Regions from separate parts of the Mus musculus genome. Here regions 1, 2, 3, 4, 5 and 7 are each linked to region 6. The links are chromatin contacts, called in public ChIA-PET, Hi-C, HiCAR-type and HiChIP or PLAC-seq maps. All regions are on one chromosome and are shown on one strand. Each heading gives the region's core, a stretch centred on a gene start, on an enhancer-like site or on the middle of the called end of the contact. The rest is flanking DNA. Distances are from core to core; before and after follow the strand shown.

Evidence for each region. A called contact is a pair of places that touch in the nucleus more often than the background predicts. ChIA-PET counts read pairs in DNA pulled down with a chosen protein or histone mark. HiCAR-type assays count read pairs that join an accessible place to other places. HiChIP or PLAC-seq counts read pairs in DNA pulled down with a chosen protein or histone mark.
Region 1: a contact with region 6 is called in a HiCAR-type map of embryonic stem cells, with 4 times the contacts expected there. The contact joins two enhancer-like sites. A contact is called at or near these places in 7 of 39 promoter capture datasets (the 3T3-L1 cell line, the HPC-7 cell line, embryonic stem cells and 3 more), 9 of 484 Hi-C or Micro-C datasets (the C2C12 cell line, Sertoli cells, cortical neurons and 3 more) and 9 of 115 datasets of contacts at active chromatin or transcription factors (CD8 T cells, embryonic stem cells, epiblast stem cells and 3 more).
Region 2: a FOXA1 HiChIP or PLAC-seq map of pancreatic cancer cells shows a contact between it and region 6. The contact joins two enhancer-like sites. A contact is called at or near these places in 3 of 39 promoter capture datasets (liver and neutrophils), 1 of 484 Hi-C or Micro-C datasets (the N1E-115 cell line) and 2 of 115 datasets of contacts at active chromatin or transcription factors (bone marrow-derived macrophages and pancreatic cancer cells).
Region 3: an RNA polymerase II ChIA-PET map of memory CD8 T cells shows a contact between it and region 6, with 29 read pairs. The contact joins two enhancer-like sites. A contact is called at or near these places in 6 of 39 promoter capture datasets (the 3T3-L1 cell line, frontonasal cranial neural crest, hippocampal neurons and 2 more), 1 of 484 Hi-C or Micro-C datasets (CD4 T cells) and 4 of 115 datasets of contacts at active chromatin or transcription factors (CD8 T cells, embryonic fibroblasts, memory CD8 T cells and 1 more).
Region 4: an H3K27ac HiChIP or PLAC-seq map of embryonic fibroblasts shows a contact between it and region 6, with 15 read pairs. The contact joins two enhancer-like sites. A contact is called at or near these places in 2 of 39 promoter capture datasets (the 3T3-L1 cell line and hippocampal neurons), 3 of 484 Hi-C or Micro-C datasets (the C2C12 cell line, embryonic fibroblasts and muscle stem cells) and 4 of 115 datasets of contacts at active chromatin or transcription factors (CD8 T cells, embryonic fibroblasts, embryonic stem cells and 1 more).
Region 5: a contact with region 6 is called in a Hi-C map of epidermal suprabasal cells, with 5 times the contacts expected there. The contact joins two enhancer-like sites. A contact is called at or near these places in 7 of 39 promoter capture datasets (the 3T3-L1 cell line, the HPC-7 cell line, embryonic stem cells and 3 more), 5 of 484 Hi-C or Micro-C datasets (epidermal suprabasal cells, nephron progenitors, reprogramming fibroblasts and 2 more) and 2 of 115 datasets of contacts at active chromatin or transcription factors (cardiomyocytes and epiblast stem cells).
Region 7: a contact with region 6 is called in a FOXA1 HiChIP or PLAC-seq map of pancreatic cancer cells. The contact joins two enhancer-like sites. A contact is called at or near these places in 3 of 39 promoter capture datasets (liver and stem cell-derived epiblast-like cells), 1 of 484 Hi-C or Micro-C datasets (the 3T3-L1 cell line) and 2 of 115 datasets of contacts at active chromatin or transcription factors (bone marrow-derived macrophages and pancreatic cancer cells).

The regions. Positions count from the first base shown.
Region 1 is chr13:5,547,996-5,550,695 of GRCm38.p6, reverse strand. No RefSeq gene overlaps it. Among named protein-coding and RNA genes, the nearest start is that of Gm40661, 4.0 kb to the left of the region's middle. Within about 2 kb of position 1,300, at least 39 of the 459 cell types and tissues checked have an H3K27ac peak or open chromatin away from gene starts, as enhancers often do. A contact at or near this core is called in embryonic stem cells and pancreatic cancer cells, where this site is marked.
Region 2 is chr13:6,235,027-6,237,953 of GRCm38.p6, reverse strand. No RefSeq gene overlaps it. Among named protein-coding and RNA genes, the nearest start is that of Gm35615, 53 kb to the left of the region's middle. Within about 2 kb of position 1,258, at least 15 of the 459 cell types and tissues checked have an H3K27ac peak or open chromatin away from gene starts, as enhancers often do. A contact at or near this core is called in pancreatic cancer cells, where this site is marked.
Region 3 is chr13:5,407,357-5,410,124 of GRCm38.p6, reverse strand. No RefSeq gene overlaps it. Among named protein-coding and RNA genes, the nearest start is that of Gm40660, 46 kb to the left of the region's middle. Within about 2 kb of position 1,499, at least 19 of the 459 cell types and tissues checked have an H3K27ac peak or open chromatin away from gene starts, as enhancers often do. A contact at or near this core is called in CD8 T cells, memory CD8 T cells and thymic regulatory T cells, where this site is marked.
Region 4 is chr13:5,344,642-5,347,448 of GRCm38.p6, reverse strand. No RefSeq gene overlaps it. Among named protein-coding and RNA genes, the nearest start is that of Gm40659, 87 kb to the right of the region's middle. Within about 2 kb of position 1,543, at least 52 of the 459 cell types and tissues checked have an H3K27ac peak or open chromatin away from gene starts, as enhancers often do. A contact at or near this core is called in the C2C12 cell line, embryonic fibroblasts, muscle stem cells and 1 more, where this site is marked.
Region 5 is chr13:5,443,372-5,446,422 of GRCm38.p6, reverse strand. No RefSeq gene overlaps it. Among named protein-coding and RNA genes, the nearest start is that of Gm40660, 10 kb to the left of the region's middle. Within about 2 kb of position 1,377, at least 40 of the 459 cell types and tissues checked have an H3K27ac peak or open chromatin away from gene starts, as enhancers often do. A contact at or near this core is called in epidermal suprabasal cells, where this site is marked.
Region 6 is chr13:5,844,033-5,846,765 of GRCm38.p6, reverse strand. No RefSeq gene overlaps it. Among named protein-coding and RNA genes, the nearest start is that of 1700016G22Rik, 13 kb to the left of the region's middle. Within about 2 kb of position 1,460, at least 292 of the 459 cell types and tissues checked have an H3K27ac peak or open chromatin away from gene starts, as enhancers often do. A contact at or near this core is called in the C2C12 cell line, CD8 T cells, embryonic fibroblasts and 6 more, where this site is marked.
Region 7 is chr13:6,254,142-6,256,942 of GRCm38.p6, reverse strand. No RefSeq gene overlaps it. Among named protein-coding and RNA genes, the nearest start is that of Gm35615, 34 kb to the left of the region's middle. Within about 2 kb of position 1,457, at least 31 of the 459 cell types and tissues checked have an H3K27ac peak or open chromatin away from gene starts, as enhancers often do. A contact at or near this core is called in pancreatic cancer cells, where this site is marked.

The DNA of each region.
Region 1 (2,700 bases), core at 51-2,550, 300 kb after region 6:
TTTCCTAAAAAGTTCTCTGAATAGCTCACCTCCTGCAGAACACAGGTCTTGTCTTTTATTTTACATTATCAACCCAGTCATTTACTCCAGGTTTACTTTAGATTATTCTATGAATCAGCATCTGGATTCAGAAGTGAAAGCAAGCAAACATTTTTTTTTTCCAAAGGCTGCAAAAGAATTCAAAGATCAGTCTTCCTTTGTTAAACACAAAGGATTAAGTAGTTGGGTGGGTCTCTTCCCTGAAATTACCATTTCTACCACACCTGGGCCTCACCTTTATGTGTCCCAGGCTGACCTTGAATTCAATCTGCCTGCCTTTGTATCTTTCTGACAAGCTGGCTCCTAGTGCAGCTGCCTTTGTTCCTTTAGATTCATGAAGCCCCTCATAATTCATATTGCATTCTTATATTTTGCATAGTTGAGAAATTATATATTTTCAAACTCCGGTATCTAGAGCTCTTTCCCATAGCCTTAAGGGTTGTCTTGAAGGTCCCAGACTTCACCATTTTGCTGAGACTTTAGCCACACCTTCACCTCCTGGTCTCCTGTTGGCTGATCATCAAGGAGTCATTAAAATTAACACAGAGGACATTTCTTGGAGGAATGTGAAATATGTAAATTATTACACAAACAAGCCTTATGCCCACAGTGCCCATCTAGATTCCAGGAGGCTTATACCGGGGCGCTGTCCTGGGGCAGGAACGATGTCACCATGTCACTTTGTCCCCACCAGGGCCATGCTGGACTCTGCACCTTGTGGTCCATGTGTGTATGCTAATACTGTGCGGAAAATGTCCACCATAGCTTTAGTCCTGCGAATATTTTCAGCCTGAAGACCGCTCCTCTACAGAGATCGCTACTACTGAGCTTAGGTAAACCTCTCTCCTCATGTCAGCTGGACACCATCAACTCTGCCTCATTACTTTTCTGTACAGAAATAAATCTATCACCTTGATCAGTTGTATGCAGTCAACTGGTTGTCTTACTGTTCTACTTTACACATGCTGTGCTTGTGGGGTATGGGGGTTTCTCAGAGAGCCTGCTCTATAGGATCCCAGCTTTCTGTTCAAACACCTGTCTTCTCTCATTTCTTCATTACCACAATCAGGTTCGTACTTGGAGTCATACACAGAAGCAGCACTTGGTCTTTGAATTTCAACAATCATAGTGTAGTGCTTGTCTCAACTAGAATATTATAAACAGAGCTCAGAAGTCAATGGTTATAGCACCCTGAACACATCTGGCCTGAAAGTTATGCAGTATTTGGCCTGGTTAGTTCCTGGGAGGTGTTTCGTTTTACCTTGAGGTCCTAAGCCCTGACTCATAGAACTGGAAAGTTTACAAGCCGATCATAAGTGCTTAATGTGTGTCTGCGTGAGCGAAAGTCTCTTCCTGTAAAATCATTTACCAAGGTCTATAAACTGGTTTCTGTGACAGTCAAGTTTCATTTTAATTACTCCCATGCTTGTTTATGCTTTGATGATATTGTTGATTTCTTAATCCACTGGGTCAGAATTTTGCATAATTTGTAATTCGCACTTCATTTCATATTTGTATGTTCTTCCTCCTAATTAAAAGAATGAACATTGAAGAAAAATACCTGGAGGTAATAATAAGAAAACATCCATGGAAACAAGGAACTTAAATGAGACTGTTTGAGGCACTAGAACAAGCAGGAAGTAAAGAATGTTAGTAATTAGCTGAGTGATAAAGTCTCTCATTGCTGCTTTGCCCATTGTCCTTTGCTACACAGGAGGAACTGCTGATAATTGGTAAGCAGCCTTTGTAGACTGCAGAGTACCTAGTTTGCATATAGTTATATACTAATACTCCAATGGGGTCTAAAAAGAACCCAAAGCTCAGATTGGGTTATTTTGACAACATAAACTTCTTACAGTTCTAGATGCTGGAAGTACCACATTATCTATGAGCAAGGACCCTTTTTGGATATGCCCATTGCAATCTTTTCCTTCTATTCTTACCTGATCATCCCTCTATGTACAACTTTTTCCTAACATCCTTTTAATAAAGGCACTAGGTGTATTGGCTTAGGGTCCCACTCTAATGCCTTTTTAAAAATCTTCATTAGCTCTCTGGGTCCACATTAAGTCATGCTCTGATATACTAAGAATTAAATCTTCAACCTAGAACTACACAAGAATACTAGCCAGACCAGAGCAGTCTATTATTACATTGTATATAATTTATATTATAAAGTACTAAGATACATAATATTATCCCCATTTTACTGACATGTAAATTCCGAGTTATAAATTGATAGCTTAGGGGCATAGAATTCAGTGAAATGAAATCAGTCATAAGTGGTGTCATCGTCATCTTCCTAAGTTTTACCTGATCCATCATCTCCCTTATATCAGAGAAAAATAATGTGTGCTTAATATCTTCTTATGCAGAACAATGATAAATATAAACTTAAATTTTATTGGTGTGTGTGTGTGTGTGTGTGTGTGTGTGAGAGAGAGAGAGAGAGAGAGAGAGAGAGAGAGAGAGAGAGAGAGAGAGAACACACGCGTAGGGATCAAGGGACGGTTTTTAAAAGTCAATCATATCCTTGCATGTTGGGTCCTGAGGGTTGAACTGAGATCATCAGCATTGGCTTCTGGCGTCTTTAATTGCTGAGCTATTCCTGGAAAACAGCCTTGCCTTTAAGATGTAAGGTGTTTGCACTTTCAATTCTAT
Region 2 (2,927 bases), core at 9-2,508, 390 kb before region 6:
GCTCAGCCAACAGTTGCATTTAGTTTTCAACATATGATTAAACATAGTCACATTTTGAGGATCTGAACTTTGGGAGACATCTCAGTTTGGAAGACCCAAACCTCTAATCCTCCATTCTTCATTTATCAAGGGGTACATCACTGTTTTAACACACTGAGGTTTGGCAGTTCAATTTTGTTCAGGAATAAAGCATTGATGGATGAGAAAGCTACTTCCCCTCCTGGTGAGATGAATATTCCATCTTTTTATCACAGTTAACAGAGTTCATCTGCATCCAGATTTCAGGTCTGGTCTCTAGAAATGAAGGAGGTAGCTTGCATCTCTTCTGCAGAGAGTTAATTATGTCCTGATGGTGCCCAGATGCCCAGTACCCACTGCATGCCTACTGTAGTGCTGTAGATTTACAGCTTGCCTGCCCTTAAAAACCACACCTATCATTGGCTTTCAAGATTGTGGGAGAGAACACTGTCAACATTTCATCACTTAGCAAGAGAAGAAGGATGACTCTATGTCGTATACATTTTGTCCTTTTGTAGCTCTTGCATAACTGTGCCTTACTCAAGGAATATGTGGACTTAAGGACTGACCACACAGCTAAGTTGGTCTTCCAGTTATCCGAGTAGTTAGAGCCCCTGGGAGCTTCTTGTTCTTCTGGAATGTTCTCCTGATTCACAGGGCAAATCAGACCTGATTATGAGAGTTGGCCCTATTCTATAAGCATGACTGTAGAAGATTTGCCCGTAAAAGTACAGGTATGCAGTGACATCCAACCTGGAAATACAATAAAATTAACAGCAATGTACTTTCCCCAATGCTCTCATTTTCATAATGAAAGTTTTCCTGGTCAGAGCTGAACTAGGACATAACAGAGAGGTTATTTATTTATGTACTTATTTATTTTGCTATTTTCTGTTTCCACACAATGATTAATAAAAAGAAGCAGGAAACGTGGCAGTTTCCTGCAAGACTAGGCTACTTTTCTCAGAAGCATGGTATCTTCTGGAATTTAGGGAGAAATTTATGTAGAAATAGGCAGCGAGGTGCATTAGAAGGAAACTTGAGATACCATCTTAACATCGTAACATTCAGTCACTACTAGTAATTCTAGCCATTTAAAACTTTGGGGTTAGACTCTGGTCTTCCTTACCAGAGACGCTGGAATGTTCTCCTAAGCCACAAAGTGAACAAGACCTCTGTACCTGTTTGTTGAGTGACTCATGGGCGGTAGCTGATACGCTAAAGGATGTAGGAAAAGGGTCGGGATGCAAAGGTATGTGGGCTGGCTTCCTGCTCAGCAGGAGTAACAGTACGGACTCTCCTGCACAGCATCTAAGGGATGCTCAATGTACAGTGTAATACCCTAACAGCTTCCAGCAGCTGAAAGGCTGTGCTTCGGGTTGTGTAAGTTCAGAAACACAAAATCTAGCATAATGGTCATTTTCTGACGTCTCCTCCGGATCCTCTTCTTCTTTCTTCTTCCCCCTCCTCTTCTTAAATGCTTTTTTCCATAGAATATATTTTGACCATGTTTTCCCTTCCAGAAACTCCTCCCAGATCCTCCCTACCTACCCAGCAGCCAATACCCATGCTCTCAAAAATATACCTCAAATCTCAGGAAAGACATCAGAATTATTCTGATATTCAATGCCTCTACTACAGTATGAAGCTCAGTTCCACTGATAGTTACCTTTCCAACTTCTTGTCAACCACAACTGACCTTCATTTTTTGAGTGCCTTGTATTAGTAAATTTTTTTGTTTGAAATGTATTTGTTTGTTTTCTCAGTAATGTGATCATAGACTACTTAAAGCAACAGGTTGATTTTATGAAAAACAACAGCAAGACAACCTAACCCATTGATGAATGGGTTAATCATTCAGACATTTCTTAATAGAATTACTTTCTAGTAAGTCTCACATCTTCCTTGAATTTTGTGGAGTGCCTGGTCAGATACTCCCAATGGACTGAAAACACAGCACTGTAGCTTCGGCAACAAAATAGTAGCATGAACTAGGTCCCATCTCTTCAGAAACATTGAATATGGTAGTACAGGATGGTATTGATGTGCATACATCACTAGAGAAACATGATGATTTACAAAGAGCTCTTTTTTTTTTTTTTTTTTTTTCAATATGGAGCAGAAGGCATTATTCCCATATTTGTGGTTTGAGTGGCAGGACCAAGGATATAACTATTCAGCCATAATGTAAGTTTTTTCAAAGGGCATCACTCAAGTAAGTATTTTTGGGGGATGTGAGGGGGGGAACCATGCACACATCATGAAATGTGCACTGGAAGTCAGAAGTGACCTTTTACTTTGATTAAGGCAGCGCTTCCTGTCACTGTCAGCTGTGTAGGTCAGGGTATCAGAAAGCCTGTTAGCCTTTGGGGATTTCCCTGACCTCAACTTCCATCTCACAGTTGGAGTACTGGAATTGCAATCATGCTCTACCAAGCCTACCCTTACCTAGGTTCTTGGGATAGAACTCATGTCCTCAGGATTGTATGTCAAAAATACACCCAGTCACTTTCTTAGCTCCAGTTAGGTTTTGTACATTTCTTCTACTGCTCATTTCTTGAGAATGTAAGTCAGAAGTGGAAATACCAAGGTAAAACCCGAGTTAGAGTAAACTGTGTTCCCAGCTATCATCTCTACATAATTATCTATTTTATAATCCAAAAGATTCTTTAAACTGCCAGTGAGTATATTCTCAGTAGCTTGCTGGGCAAAAAAAAAAAAAATGTTCTTTTCAAGAGTATCTTGTCTACAGTCTTGGCTATTATAACTGCCTTACGCTATAATCATCTCTATAGAACAACATCAGGGGACTAAAGCAGTTGTCTATTCTAAATGCCTGAAAGTGAAAGCTCAAAGCAAAGCTAGACTTGACAGGAGTTCAAGCATTACAGCAACAGGTATTCATATCA
Region 3 (2,768 bases), core at 250-2,749, 440 kb after region 6:
AGGGGTTATGGGACTGTTTAGATGTTTATCTGATACTGATTTAACTTTGGTACCTGGTGTCTGTCTAGAAAATTATCCATTTCATCCAGATTTTCTATTTTGGTTGAGTATGGGTTTTTGTAGTAGGATCTGATAATTTTTTGAATTTCTTTGGTTTCTCTTGTTATGCCTCCATTTTCATTTCTGATTTTGTTAATTAGGATAGTGTCCCTGTGCCCTTTAGTTAGTCTGGCTAAGGGTTTATCTGTCTTGTTGATTTTCTCCAAGAACCAGCTCCTGGTTTGGTTGATTCTTTGTATAGTTCTTTTTGTTTCCACTTGGTTGATTTCAGCCCTGAGTTTGATTATTTCCTGCTGTCTACTCTTCTTGGTTGAATTTGCTCATGTGTCATGACCTCAACCTTTAATGATTTTAACACTTTGACTTACAATATAAAGTTAATTCCCAAATACCTACAATTTCTATATTATATAATTTATACATTGGTCAAAGAAAGTCACTTAAACATATCAAAATCATAGTAAAATGACTAGTTTTACTTTATTGGCAATTGGTGACTGCAACAGTTAATCCAGTCCTGAAATAATTTTTATAAACTCCTGCGTGTATGTGTCTGTCTCTGTGAGTGAAGGAATACTACTGACATAGTACGTTGGTTGAGATGAAACACCATCCTTGGATGTCATCATCTTTCAACTTTCTTTAGACAGACACTGCACACACTAGGTTACCTAGCTCATGAGCCTCCATAGATTCCCTTGTCTTCCACTCCCATCTCTCATTAGAAGGGCTGGTAATACACAGAAACATGCTTCTATTTCTAGCTTTGTGTGAATTTTGGAGATTTTTACTCAGATTTTAATCCCCCTGTGGCAGGTCCTTTTACCCACTGGGGTTTTCCCCTAGCCCTTTGAAATTATTTTCAATAACCATGAAGTAACATAAGATTGATAAATCAGGTTGAGAATAATCAGTGAAATCTCTGCTTATATCTTATTCCTTCTAATTCATACACACATTGTTTTACAGATATCCCTCCATTAGAGTCTCCTGATAGCTGTGCATTGTCCATGTTTCATAGGGGAGAAGAGGCCTCCAACCTATGTCCATCAGATATATTCTTGGCTATTCAACAAAATCTAGTAAAGCTATTCCCCAGGGGACAGTGAGTGCTGGTAGGGTCTCCTGCCAGAGATGTCTGTACTCACTCTGTTCTTGGGAGACACTGATTTACCTATAGGATTCTAGAAACTAGAATTTGAGAAAATATAAACTTCGTGCTGTGGAGTTAAAACTGTGCCAAGAGAACAATATACTGGTATGTATATGGAGCTTTTGTGAAACCTCCCTATAGAACAAATTAGCATGACAACTACTGAACTTCCTCTAAACCAAGTCCTTTTTAGGCAAGGAAACCAAAGTTCAGAAAGGTTGCTCCAGTCACTTCTGATCATACAGGCCAGTTGTGAAGTGAGAGGCTTTTTCAGTTCAATGTGCTTGTTATCACACAAGGGCAGGAAGTCGGTCATATATACGAAACCACTTTACTTTCCATCAGATGTGCTTTCTGCTTCTCTGAGATTCAGGTAAAAGGAATGAACCTTAATGTAGTAAGCACTTATTCACTAGCAAAATCATTTAGTGGCAACTACTGATCCTTTGAGGGAAAAAAAAAGTCATCACTGTGGTTACATCCACTCAACAGAAAGGTGCACTTGGACTGGGTGACAGGGGGATGTGTAGACCATCAGCTTCTGCAGGAAGTGCTTAATGCTGTTATTTACTAGGTTACAGTAGCACTCACATGAAACGAAGAATCTAAAGCTCATGAGAAATTTGCAGTGGCGTGCCTTGTAAAATGTGCTGGGAGCAACCTAAAGGAAAGAAAAGTTATTGAAAACTGGGAGTCCAGAAAGCAAGAGGAGTTCTTTTTTTGTTGAAAATAGATTTCCTATCCTGTCTTTTTTTTTCTGTTATTCCAAATGAATTTGCAAATTGCTCTTTCTAACTCTATTAACAATTGAGTTGGAATATTGATGGGGATTGCATTGAATCTGACGATTGCTTTTGGCAAGATGGCCATTTTACTATAATTAATCCTACCATTCCATGGGCATGGGACTGAGCAGAGACTGAGCAGACAGTGTTCAGAGCAGAGACTGAAGGAAAGGCCATCTAGAGACTGCCCCACATGGGGATACATCCTATATACAGACACTAAACCCAGACACTATCACAGATGCCAAGAAGTGTTTGCTGACAGGAACCTGATATAGCTGTCTCCTGAGAGACTCTGCCACAGCCTGACAAATACAGAGGCAAATGTTCATAGGCAACCATTGGACTGAGCACTGGGTCCCCAATGGAGGAGTTAAGAGATAAGGCTGAAGGAGCTGAAGGGGTTTGAAATGCCATCGAAAGAACAACAGTATCAACCAACCAGATTCCCCAGAGCTCCCAGGGACGAAACCACCAATCAAAGAGTACACATGGAGGGACCAATGGCTCCAACCTCATATATAGCAGAGCTTGGCCTTGTTGGGCATCAATGGGAGGAGAAGTCCTTGGTCCTATGAAGACTCTAAGCTTTAGTGTAGGGGAATGCCAGGGTAGGGAGGCGGGAGGGAGGGTGTGGGTTGGTGGGTGGGGAAGCACCCTCATATAAGTCAGGAGAGGAAGGATGGGATAGGGGATTTCTGGGGGGAGGGGGGGGCGACCAGGAAAGGGGCTAACATTTGAAATGTAAATAATGAAAATATATATATAAA
Region 4 (2,807 bases), core at 294-2,793, 500 kb after region 6:
ATATATAAAAAAAGAGTTGGTTGTTTGTGAGGAAAAAAGAAATCTTGTCTCAAGTTAAAAGCTTGAATCCCTACTCTGTCTCTCTGTCTGTTCCCGAGTCTGTGTCTGAGTGTGTGTCTGTGCCTGTGCCTGTGTCTGTGTCTGTGTCTGTGTCTGTGTCTCTGTGTCTGTGTCTGTGTCTGTGTCTGTGTCTGTGTCTGTGTCTGTGCCTGTGCCTGTGCCTGTGCCTGTGCCTGTGCCTGTGCCTGTGCCTGTGCCTGCCTGTGCCTGTGCCTGTGCCTGTGCCTGTGCCTGCCTGTGCCTGTGCCTGTGCCTGTGCCTGTCTCTGTCTCTGTCTCTGTCTGTCTCTGTCTCTCTGCCTCTCTCTGTCTCTCTGCCTCTCTGTCTCTCTGTCTCTCTGTCTCTGTCTGTCTCTCTCTCTCTGTCTCTCTCTCTCTGTCTCTGTCTCTGTATATTAGTGATGACTGGGGAAATGGGACAGGAGTTTTGGAGAGCAATCACAGCCATCTAGCCATCACTGTTCAGGCTGATGATTTGAATACCTGAGAGAGACACGAAATGATTAACACATAATACTATAGACGGTAATGGGTATACCACTTCCTGGAAAAGACATCATTCATAGGAAGTGACCACAAGTCTTTGTCAACTGATTCCCATCCCTGGAAATATCCAGTGAGTGAAGTTCCAAAGCCTTCAGAGTTTGGTCAGGCATGACAACTCTTTATTTGTTGCTCTTAACTCTTGTGATGGACACAAAATCCAAACAATAGATGTCTGTATGCATTAGATATTTTTGTTCACATGTGATGTAAACACTACCTTTATCATTTTAAATAAGGGAAATTAAGACTACAGCTTAGCAAGAAAAGACAATACCTTATCTAGCCTCCTGAAAGTTCAACAGTTTCATTACCATATCCCACTGTATCATAGCTATTAAAAAAAAAAACAAACAGAAAATACAGGCTTTTAATATTGTGGATAGGATTGTGAAATCACAAACACCCCAGTATGTGATGAGTGCTGTGTGTAACAAAGAGGCGCAGCCGCATTTCTTCACTTTCCATCCTCAGAACAGTCTTAAATTTTAGCCTTCTCTAGAAGGATCTCCCTGATCTTGGAAGAACAAATATTCTCCTGGATTAATTATCTCGGAGGAAACAGTTTTCCAAAGGGAGCCTATCATGGATTGATTTTCTATGTTAATGAGTTATTTATTTTCTCATATATTTCTAAGTCATCTCCGTAAACATCGCTTAGTTTGAAGAAATGAGGAGTTTTTGTTTATTGTAGAAAAGCACATTTTTAAATTACATGCATTTTTTCCCTTTTTGGGTGAGGCAAGAAGGAAAGAAGGAAAACCATAACTTGTTTACTGCAAAACAGAATGTTCGGTTAACTGCCCAAATCAGAACTTTCCCGTACTGACTTAGGAATGAGGGCTGATCAGTAATCTTCACCAAGTTCGGAGGGTTAGAGGTGACTCAGGCTCCATGAATGTGTTCTGGTCTTATTTAAAGAAAGGCCCCTGAGTCATGTGGAGTTGTGTCAAAATGTGTGGTATGTCATGTTATTTTAAAAAGACAGCTTGGGGAGAGGAAATTGAACTATCTTTTTTTTTTTTTCCAGGGAACTTTGCCCTCTTGTAGAAGTCATTTCCCACACATCTCACTTTCTTTGCAGTCAGGCTGTGGTGTATTTTTATCGTAGATATATCCCTAATGACTTCTCATGTCGAGCTTGTGTAGTGAACTATTTTTCATTAATATTTATCCTCAGCTGCTGTTAAATGCATTGCTTACAGCTGAATACATTTACCATCGATCTACTATCATTTGGATGTCTCATCCATCTGAAAGGATGGCTAAACACATATATTTGTTATTTTTAACAATAGGAAAAAATTCACAAACCTAAATGAGTTTCAGTTATCTTAGCTAAGTAAAATTTGAAAGTGTCAATCTTGTTTGTATTCAGAATTTTTAAGTACATGTAAAAATTTTTTAGAAATGTAAAAAAAAAATTAAATTAAAAAGTATAAATACCCAAAGGACTGCCAGGGGAGGAAAAGGCAGCTTTCTTTAGAGCTGTAATTTGTGGTTGGTTGACCATGCTTCTGTGCATGTCCCCACATACATGTGCATGTGGAGAGCACAAATTAAATTCAGTGGCTTATTTATATTTAAAAAAATAAGAAGACGAGGAAAATGAAGTTGCAAGGATGTCTGTGTGGATCCAGGAGTCTAATGGAGAAATGGGACAGAAACAATTCCACATGTATTAAATTCTTAAAGGGTAAATTAAAATATATAAAAATAGATGGGCAGAGGGGAGGTATAGGGGATTTTGGGATATCATTTGAAATGTAAATGAAAGAAAATATCTAATAAAAAATTTAAAAAATAAATATGTAAATTTTAAAAGTGTAAAAAGTACTTTGATGAATAAAATTATACTTAGTTATGATGAACTGTAACTTTAGGGTTCATGATCAAGTATGAAATCTTGAATAAGGGCTTGTCCAAGTATGTGAGCTGATTTGTTATTATAAATCCACTTTTGCTTTTGAGAGTCTTTCTCTATACAACAGGAATAGTATACATTTCAACTCCAGTTTGGGTAAATTGCTTCTGGGTCTATTATTCGGTTCAATCAACCAAATACTAATTAAAGCCATCCCATTTCCAAATCTAAAACACTGAGTCAGGAAACATATCCCTATGTTCAGCTTGACATGCTCCATTTCTTGCTTATTTTCAGTCTCAATACAATGCCCTAAAGATACACTGCCATTTTACCCCTAT
Region 5 (3,051 bases), core at 128-2,627, 400 kb after region 6:
ATCTAGAGACTGCCATATCCAGGGATCCACCCCATAATCAGCATCCAAACGCTGACACCATTGCATACACTAGCAAGATTTTATTGAAAGGACCCAGATGTAGCTGTCTCTTGTGAGACTATGCCGGGGCCTAGCAAACACAGAAGTGGATGCTCACAGTCAGCAAATGGATGGATCATAGGGCTCCCAATGGAGGAGCTAGAGAAAGTAGCCAAGGAGCTAAAGGGATCTGCAACCCTATAGGTGGAACAACATTATGAACTAACCAGTACCCCGGAGCTCTTGACTCTAGCTGCATATATATCAAAAGATGGCCTAGTCGGCCATCACTGGAAAGAGAGGCCCATTGGACTTGCAAACTTTATATGCCCCAGTACAGGGGAACACCAGGGCCAAAAAGGGGGAGTGGGTGGGCAGGGGAGTGGGGGTGGGTGGATATGGGGGACTTTTGGTATAGCATTGGAAATGTAAATGAGCTAAATACCTAATTAAAAAAAATTAAAAAAAAAAACAAAAAAAACAATAGAGTACAGGTAATGCTAAATTATGTTGAGGGTTCAACAAGTAGAAGCTGCTGTTAATTTGATGATTAGATGATTATTAAATAGATTGACTACTGGTAGCTGTGGAACAGGCATTTGTTCTGAGGCACATCTGATGTGGTCCTTTGGGACTTTTGTCATTTTTCAAATATATTCCTAAGTGGTCAGGTTCTCAACATGGAAACGTGAACATTGGGGATCGTTACCAGCATTTTTCGTGGGCTTGCACACAGGTATGTCTATCAGCTCTGGAAGAAAAAAGTCTAGTAAAAGAAACAGAGGATTGATTCCTTGATAACTCATTGCAGGGCTAGCAGAGTCTCGCCTAAAGAATGTTGTAAGCACTCACTAGGCAGCAAAACATAGCTATCTCATAAACAAATTTGTTTTTAATTCCAGTGCTTGTTCTGTGGTATTTTTCACAGCTTGATTTTAAGCTATTTTATGTTCCTTGACTTGGGCAAGCCACTAAACCAGACTGGTCTAGCTTGCTTCATAACGTGCTTTGTAACTTGTTTTGCAGGCTCCTAAATACATATCATTTCTGAATATTCACAGAGAGAAATTTCAAGTTTTACTGGGCATACTCAGAAGAAAAAATGATAAGAATCTGTCTTGTGTGTAGCAAGATCTCAGCAAAGTGACAAATGTCCCATGGCTGTAATTCAGTCAAAGGTCCTTGGCAAGGGGTGACTTGGGTCTGGCTGGCACATCACATTTTAGTGTCTTAGCGGGTGAGGCAGAGCTTTTACAAGTGTGACCGGACTTTTACTAAAGGAAAGGCTTTACTCAAGGAAAGTTATTCAGGGAAACCTTTTACTTCTTCTTTTCATTCCAGAAACTGGAAGAGTGCTAGGGTGTGGTGTTGACTCAGTCAGTTGCAGAGTTGAGTGTGTTAATGACTAAGTCCAAGTCTAAGCTCAACAGGTCCTGACATGCATTGAGATGGAAATAAAAGCTTTATTTACAATTAGTCTCTGAATAACAATTTCAATGAGTGCCTTCTTTAATTCCCAAGACTGTGGGAATCGGTACTGAAAGCACTATTGCATCTGGGGGAAAGAGGAAAAGTGAAGTAAAGCCAAACCAAAATGGAGGCGTTCCTTTTATGCCATCCTTCTGTGCCTAGAGAAGGACATCTGAACAATGCCCACTTCTCTCTGTATTTCTGCATTATCCTATAGGACTCCTATTTTATTTTGCTTTGTTGTGATTATTATTGCTAAAATATGTTTCTATTCCAATTTAAATATTAACTAGAAATTGAATTTTTAGAAATATATTCTACTCTTATCTTACTCCAAAGGCTTGAAGGTACTTTCTATTGGTCCATGACTTCTTAAAATTCTTTGAGTCTCCACCGTGGCATCATCTCTTGCACTGTGGCTCAGAACACAAGCCAATTCTGAGATCTCCTTTCACGGGAAGCGAGGAAACCCTAACATGAGTGGCCTTCTAGGAAAAGAGCCTGGGCTTTCCCAAAGCTTTCTGTTTCTTCCCCAGAAATTGTATCACTTATAATTTTTCCAGACATCTCATTAGTGAAATGAGTCTGATATATGAAGATTCAGGATGCTGTTTTCCACAACATATAGCCTGCTACACTGGATATACTGGGTAGAACATCTCATGTGTTAGGATCTAAGTTTCACTGTGTCCTGACCACAGATTGTAATCTGAGAATTAGGGTGAAGTTGCAACTTATAAAGACAGAATGAACCTTGGTGAAAGCAAACTATATTTTCAGAGGGGCTTAGGATCCTCATATTTCTCACTGGGATAAAAATAACACTTATTTCCTGTGTCCTTGTTCTGATTAGAACAGCAGAGAGAATGTAAGAGAAAACCTTCCTCCAGATGTGACATCTAATGTTCTTGTTAGTTTATCTTGTACATAGTTGAGTCACTTCATCTCCAGGGTTTGGATGCTGATGGTCTACTTGAGATTTACCTCTCAGTACTATGTGAAAGCTATTGAATATAGTACTCACTGTCAAGGGCATTGCAAACCTGTAGATCATGATCTTGATTTCTAGCTCTGCTATTTCTCCTGTGATTTCAAGAATATGGCATAACTTCTCTAAGCCCTCTTTCTATGTTCTAAAACAGATTCTATTATAATTCTTAATTTTTTGAGGAAGTGAAAAACACTTTAAAGAAAAACAGCAATGTATTTCAAGTTCCTCTTCAATGATTTTAGAAGCAAATATTCCATTTCCTTGCTCCAGAAAAGCTTCCATTTCATGTATACCTGCCCCTGTATTCAATCTTGCTTGCTTATTAAACAGAAATGAGACTTCGTTCACTAGCAAGTCCATTTTCTCTTGTGCCCCTGTGTCTCATGTCTTTTGTTTTTCCCCTGGGTGTGGTCTTTCAAACTGACATTCTCAACTAACCATGGATTCTTCCAGACAGAGATCATATCTCAGCAGCTTGTAAATGCTGAACAAACATCAAACTCTCTTTTGACTCATAGCCTCTGTTGTCCTGTCCACCCTTTTTCTCATTT
Region 6 (2,733 bases), core at 211-2,710:
ATGATTATTATGAGTGTTCAGTGGGTAAAATAGTTCAGTTATTTATGTAAAAATTTATAATGTTTAATCTATGTTCAACTTTTTTGTCTGTTGGATTAATTGCTTTTGATTGCCAATTATCATACCTGCAAAGTTTTAATAGACAAAGGTAAACTTCAGATTATGCCAGGTCATAATGAAAAAAAATCAGAATTTTAGTAAAACTCTAGTATTTAGTAATGTGTTAAGAATTATATATAAGGTTATATTTATGTTTTTGTGTATATACACGTACATATGTAACAACAAAAACAAAATAAATGAGGTTATCAATTTGAGACTGAATGGGTTAGAAAAGAAGAGTTTGAGAGATGTAAAGGAAGGAGGGAAGTGATATATTTTAATTAAAATATTTTTTGAAAGTTTATCGAGGGTCTGGAGAGATGGCTCAGCAGTTAAGAGCATTGACCCTTCACATAGCAGCTCAGACCCATCTGTAACTCCAGTTCCAGGCTTCTGACACTCTCACACAGACATAATGCAGTCAAAAAAGCAATAAACATAAAATTATGTTCAAAATCAGTTTATCTAAACAGACCAGGCTCCGGCTAAGTATAGAAATGTTAGTATTTAGGGCTGAGAGGTTTTCTATCTGGACTCCAATACCCTAACCCATCCCCTTTAAAAATAGTAAACATATCTTCTATAGCTTATAGCAGTCATTTGATCCTAACATTTGTGAAAAACCTGTTTTGCAACATTTTAATAATGGCTTATCAAGAAATTCTTTCTTATTTGCTAGAATGCATAAATTAAAAACCTGAAAACAAGCATGGTTGCCTTGCGGTAGGTTTTTTTTTTTTTTTTCAAACGAGCCAACAAAACGGAATATAATATATGATCTTTTCTGGTCTAGCCCAGGCTGAGTCATTTCCTGTTTCAATAACAAGGATGTCATCAGCTAAACTCCAAGCAGCACAGTTTGTCACTGTGTGTGGCTTTATTTGTACATGTTGCTAGAAGGTTCTTAAGGAGCGTACACTCATTATTTTAATACCAGAAAAGAACCTTCCAGTGAGCACCTTTGGCTCTGGTTGGTGCTTCTGTATTATTTATGCTATAGCTAATCTGAGTGGGGAAATGAATGTATGCCCAGCTACATACAGTCACACTCGATGACACCGTAATTCTGTCTTGGGAATTCATAATTTACTCAGGTCACCAAGGTAGTTCACTCCAGTGTGGAATGTTTACCCAAATGTTGAGCTCTGGGCTCCAGTGCCAGCGGATATCAGAACTGAGAATGGTAAGGTCCGGATGTTGCCTGGATTTGCTGGTGTGACCCACACAGCAGCCACACTCCTCTCTGATTTCTTTGTCTAAAGGTTCTAAGATTCTTTTCCTAGAATCACAAGAGGGAGTTTGCACTGTTTACATGGTCAGCGCTCAGCGCACAGTGTTCTCTGAGTTGGTCCCGCTGAGACCCGTCGCCATGCCGATTGTAAATGACTCATCTGCATGAGTCAGCGTCTTCAAGGCGAGATGGCTATCTATTGCCTTTGTGCTACTATTTTTCCCAATTGGTGTTGTCCAGCAGCTGCAGATTCCAAACTATGTGCCTGTTTCTAGAATCCAGGAAACGTTGTTCATGGTTCAGGCAACATCCCCGCAAAGGGTAGGAGGCACAGGATTTAGATTTCTCATCAGACCCCTTTAATGTCTTTCTCAATTGACTTGAGTACGTTTCTCAGTATCAGGGGAAGCATTTCAGGAATTTTCTAGGTCTTACCTGTGAGAAGCCATTCTGATGACTCACAGGGATGGGACATTCCCCCTAGATTAAGGATTAAAGCAAAACAAAAAGAATCCTATTAGAAGAGGGGATTTCCTGGTGAAAAGAGAACCCTAAACCAAAAGACACCCACTTTTGTCTGAGCTTAAAAATCGTATTGCTTGTCACACAGAGCAGAAGGATCTTAAGGATCACACTTTCAAACCCTCATAGAGAATTATATTATGACTCAATTTCCCCTCCAGTGTATCTTAAAAATTCATCAGAGTCTAACGATACAGGCCTCTTTTGGTTGCAATAATTAACATCATATTGGCATTCAGTATGACTCTAAGTTCTGCATAAGTGTCTAAGGCGGTGATAGACAGGGTGGAATTGCTAAGTAAATGTTTACTGTAGGTTATAAAATATGAATAAAATGGGCATGGCTGTTTTCCTGTTACTTGCAGCCCCGGGGTTACTTTCTGGGTGAGCAACATGTGACCACCTCTGAATCAGTTACAACTGTAACTGTAAGCCTCATGGACTGAGATCCTGTGGATCTGACTCCTCCATGAGTTGCTAGGCTTCCGTTTCATAAACACCGTTGAAGAATTAGTTGCTATGTAACTTCCAACACCCTTGGATTAGTCCCACATTCTCCTAGGGGAGGGTGATGCTCATATTGGGGAAAAAAAACTCTTTCTAAAAAGGTGGCCCATCTTCTGTCCATGGCCACAGACACAGATTATTCCCAGTCTCAAAGCTACTATTTGGGGATAGAGAAATAGTTTGATTTCAGTCCATTTAAATGGTGTGGTCCCTCATCAGCAGACAGAAGCAGTCCCATGAAGAATGGAAGAAATGCTAAGACTACCATGGATTACTTCCATTTACCAAGAGTTTACAGGCAGAGCTTCAACCAGGCTACTCATTTCCTGCTTTGCCTCCAACAGAACCGGTTCAATCCTGTACTTATCTCC
Region 7 (2,801 bases), core at 208-2,707, 410 kb before region 6:
TATTGTTCTAGCTCAAATTTTTTTGTTGCTATACCAATAACCTAGCCAAAAAAAAAATCACTTAGGGGAAAAAGAGTTTATTTAGTTCACAGTTCCTGGTTACAATCCATCATAAAAAAGAAGGCAAGGTGGCAGGAATTTAAAATAGCTAATCACATCCCATCCACATTCAAGAGCAGAGAAAGTATCAGTGTAAACATGATTCTTCATGCTCAGCACCCTTGCTACACTTACACAGACAGAACCTCCTGGCTATAGCATGGTGCCACCCACTGTAGACTAGGTCTTTCTATATTAATTAATAATTAAGACCCTCATAGACATGCCCACAGGAAAACAGATTTAGAAGATTTCTAATTGAACCTCTCTTCTCAAGTGATTCTAAATTATGTCTACTAGGCAATTAAAACTGTGACAGCCCTCATGTAAAAAAGCGTTTGCCACATGCCACATTGTTATGAAGTGCTTGAGTCCTCTGAAATCCTGAGCAAAAATAAACCCTTACTTTAGGTTGTTTATGTCAGGCTGGAGTGATGACTCAGTGGGTAAAGTGCTTGGTTGCTATATAAACATAAGGACTTGGAATTTAGATCTCTATCACCCATGGAAAGGCCAGGCATAGCAGCACATATTTCCAACCTAATTAGGAGTCAGAGACAAGTGGACTCCAGGAGTTCACTGTTCAGTAAGCTTAGCCAAACATCCAGATCAAGGGTCAGTGAGAGACTTTGTTACCACTCCCTCAAATAAGGTAATGAGTGATAGAGAAAGATAACCAATGTCAACCTCTTTTCTCCAAATGTGCATGCACCACACACATACAGATTTTTATGAAAAGTTGTTTCTGACATATATTGGTCATGATGAGAACAGTTAACTAATGTGAAGGTTAACACATACTTGCTTACCTCATTTCCTGCCTTTCAGGAGTCTTATTCTTATCTTGTTGGATAGAAAGCAGGACATGACTCAATGGTAGTGTGGTTATATTGACTTTAACCTAAGTGCTATGGAGGTAGTCCAAGGCAGAGGAGTAATTCTACTAGAGGAATTATACATATTGGGAAATAGGTAGGACATGAGATATTTCTCAAGTGACATATAATCAACTCCTCAGATGATGTCACTGGATGAGTATTCAGATTTCCCATCAGGGGATGGATCCTACACTCTATATTAAAAAGTAATGTCAAATCCCTGTGGTCTTACTTTCTACTATTCTCAATGCTCCCATGGCTAGATGAAATACCATGGGTAGCCAATAGTAGTAGCGATGTGTCTCTGTGCTTGAACGCTGTTTGAAGACAAACCTTCTTGAAGACTTTGTATGAGCCTCTGCAAGGGAAAGGTCTGGAAAGACAATTATACGCAGTGCATTTCAACCCATATGGCTGAGTCATGTAGAGAAAAGGATCAAGGTCACATTGTGGGGATATCCCGAGGTGCAGGACAAGGAAGTTAAGTCCTCTTCCTTTCACCCAGCTGGCTCATTCCCAAGGCAGAATTGCCAGATGGATGAACTCATACAGATCTAAAAGGAACCATACAAATGGTTGTTTTATTCGCAGTCATCAGATGTCAATTTCACCTCTCCTTATACTTCTGTCTATAGATAATTTGAACCATTTCAGGTGATAAGAGGCCTGTTAAAACCATTATGTTGTTGTTGTTATTGGGGTTTTTGTTTGTGTGTGTAGTGTGTGTATGTGTGTATAAACTGTAACTCATTTATTTTCACAAGACATTACCCATAAATTGTGTATTGAAATCCTATGGGCAAAACTCCCACTAGAATTTGCCTCCCTTGGCAGATGAGTAAGCCGACACATTGCGTGCTAACCTCATAGTTTTCTCTTTATAGAAAAATCAACCCCTTGGGGGAAAGCAGACATCATGCCTCTTGTATCCTCAAATCCTGAGAACTCGTAGGCCTGAACTAAAAGAGCTGGAAGATCCATCTTGAGGAATGTCTATGACCTCTTGGTGTTTGTTCTTTGGCTGTCAGATTTGTAAATACCTCCACAGTCTCACTGATGGAGTGCATCCTGCTTGTTGCTGATTGTGGACTCTGTGTGACAGGCCTGCTGAGAGCTCACTGAGAAGACAGGAATGTGTTAGGGAGTCACATTATACTTAGAACATTACACGTGTCATTGTACCTCAGTCTAAATACAAACTCAGGCTCCTAACTTTATCCAATTTCTACAAATAAATACATTGGTTATTTTTCTCATTCCTCTGACTACAAAACTATACAAAAGCAACTTAAGGGTCAAAAAGATTTATTTTGGCTCATGGTTTCAGAGAGGAAGTTCATCATTGGCAGGAAGGCATGGAAAACTAGTTCAATGGATGTGGGAATGGAGAGCAGAGTACTTCAAACATGGTGAAGCAAGAATCAAAGTATCACCTTTAATGTCTTGTGCTTACCAGATAGGAACAGCACCCAGAGGATCCACAGTCTGTCAAGGAGCATCACCCACTGAGGACCAATCACATGCACCCATTGGAGGCAGTTTGCATTCAAATCATGAAGAGAAGGAAAGCAACACTTTTCTTGGGTTTGGTGACCTTCTAGAAGTTTCACAGGCTCTAAAAAATGAAGTTGTAATCCTACTTATTTCATCTAGCTTGGAGTCTGCCATTTGCACTGGACAGCTCACCTGTCTCATGGACACCACAGCAATTTTGTTTCCTCTGCCTATTAGCCTCAACATCAATCTCTTTCTCATGCCTTCCTGTACATCAAACTCTCTACCTCAGTTACCTTCTTCTCTGGATGGGAATCTAGGTCTACTCCT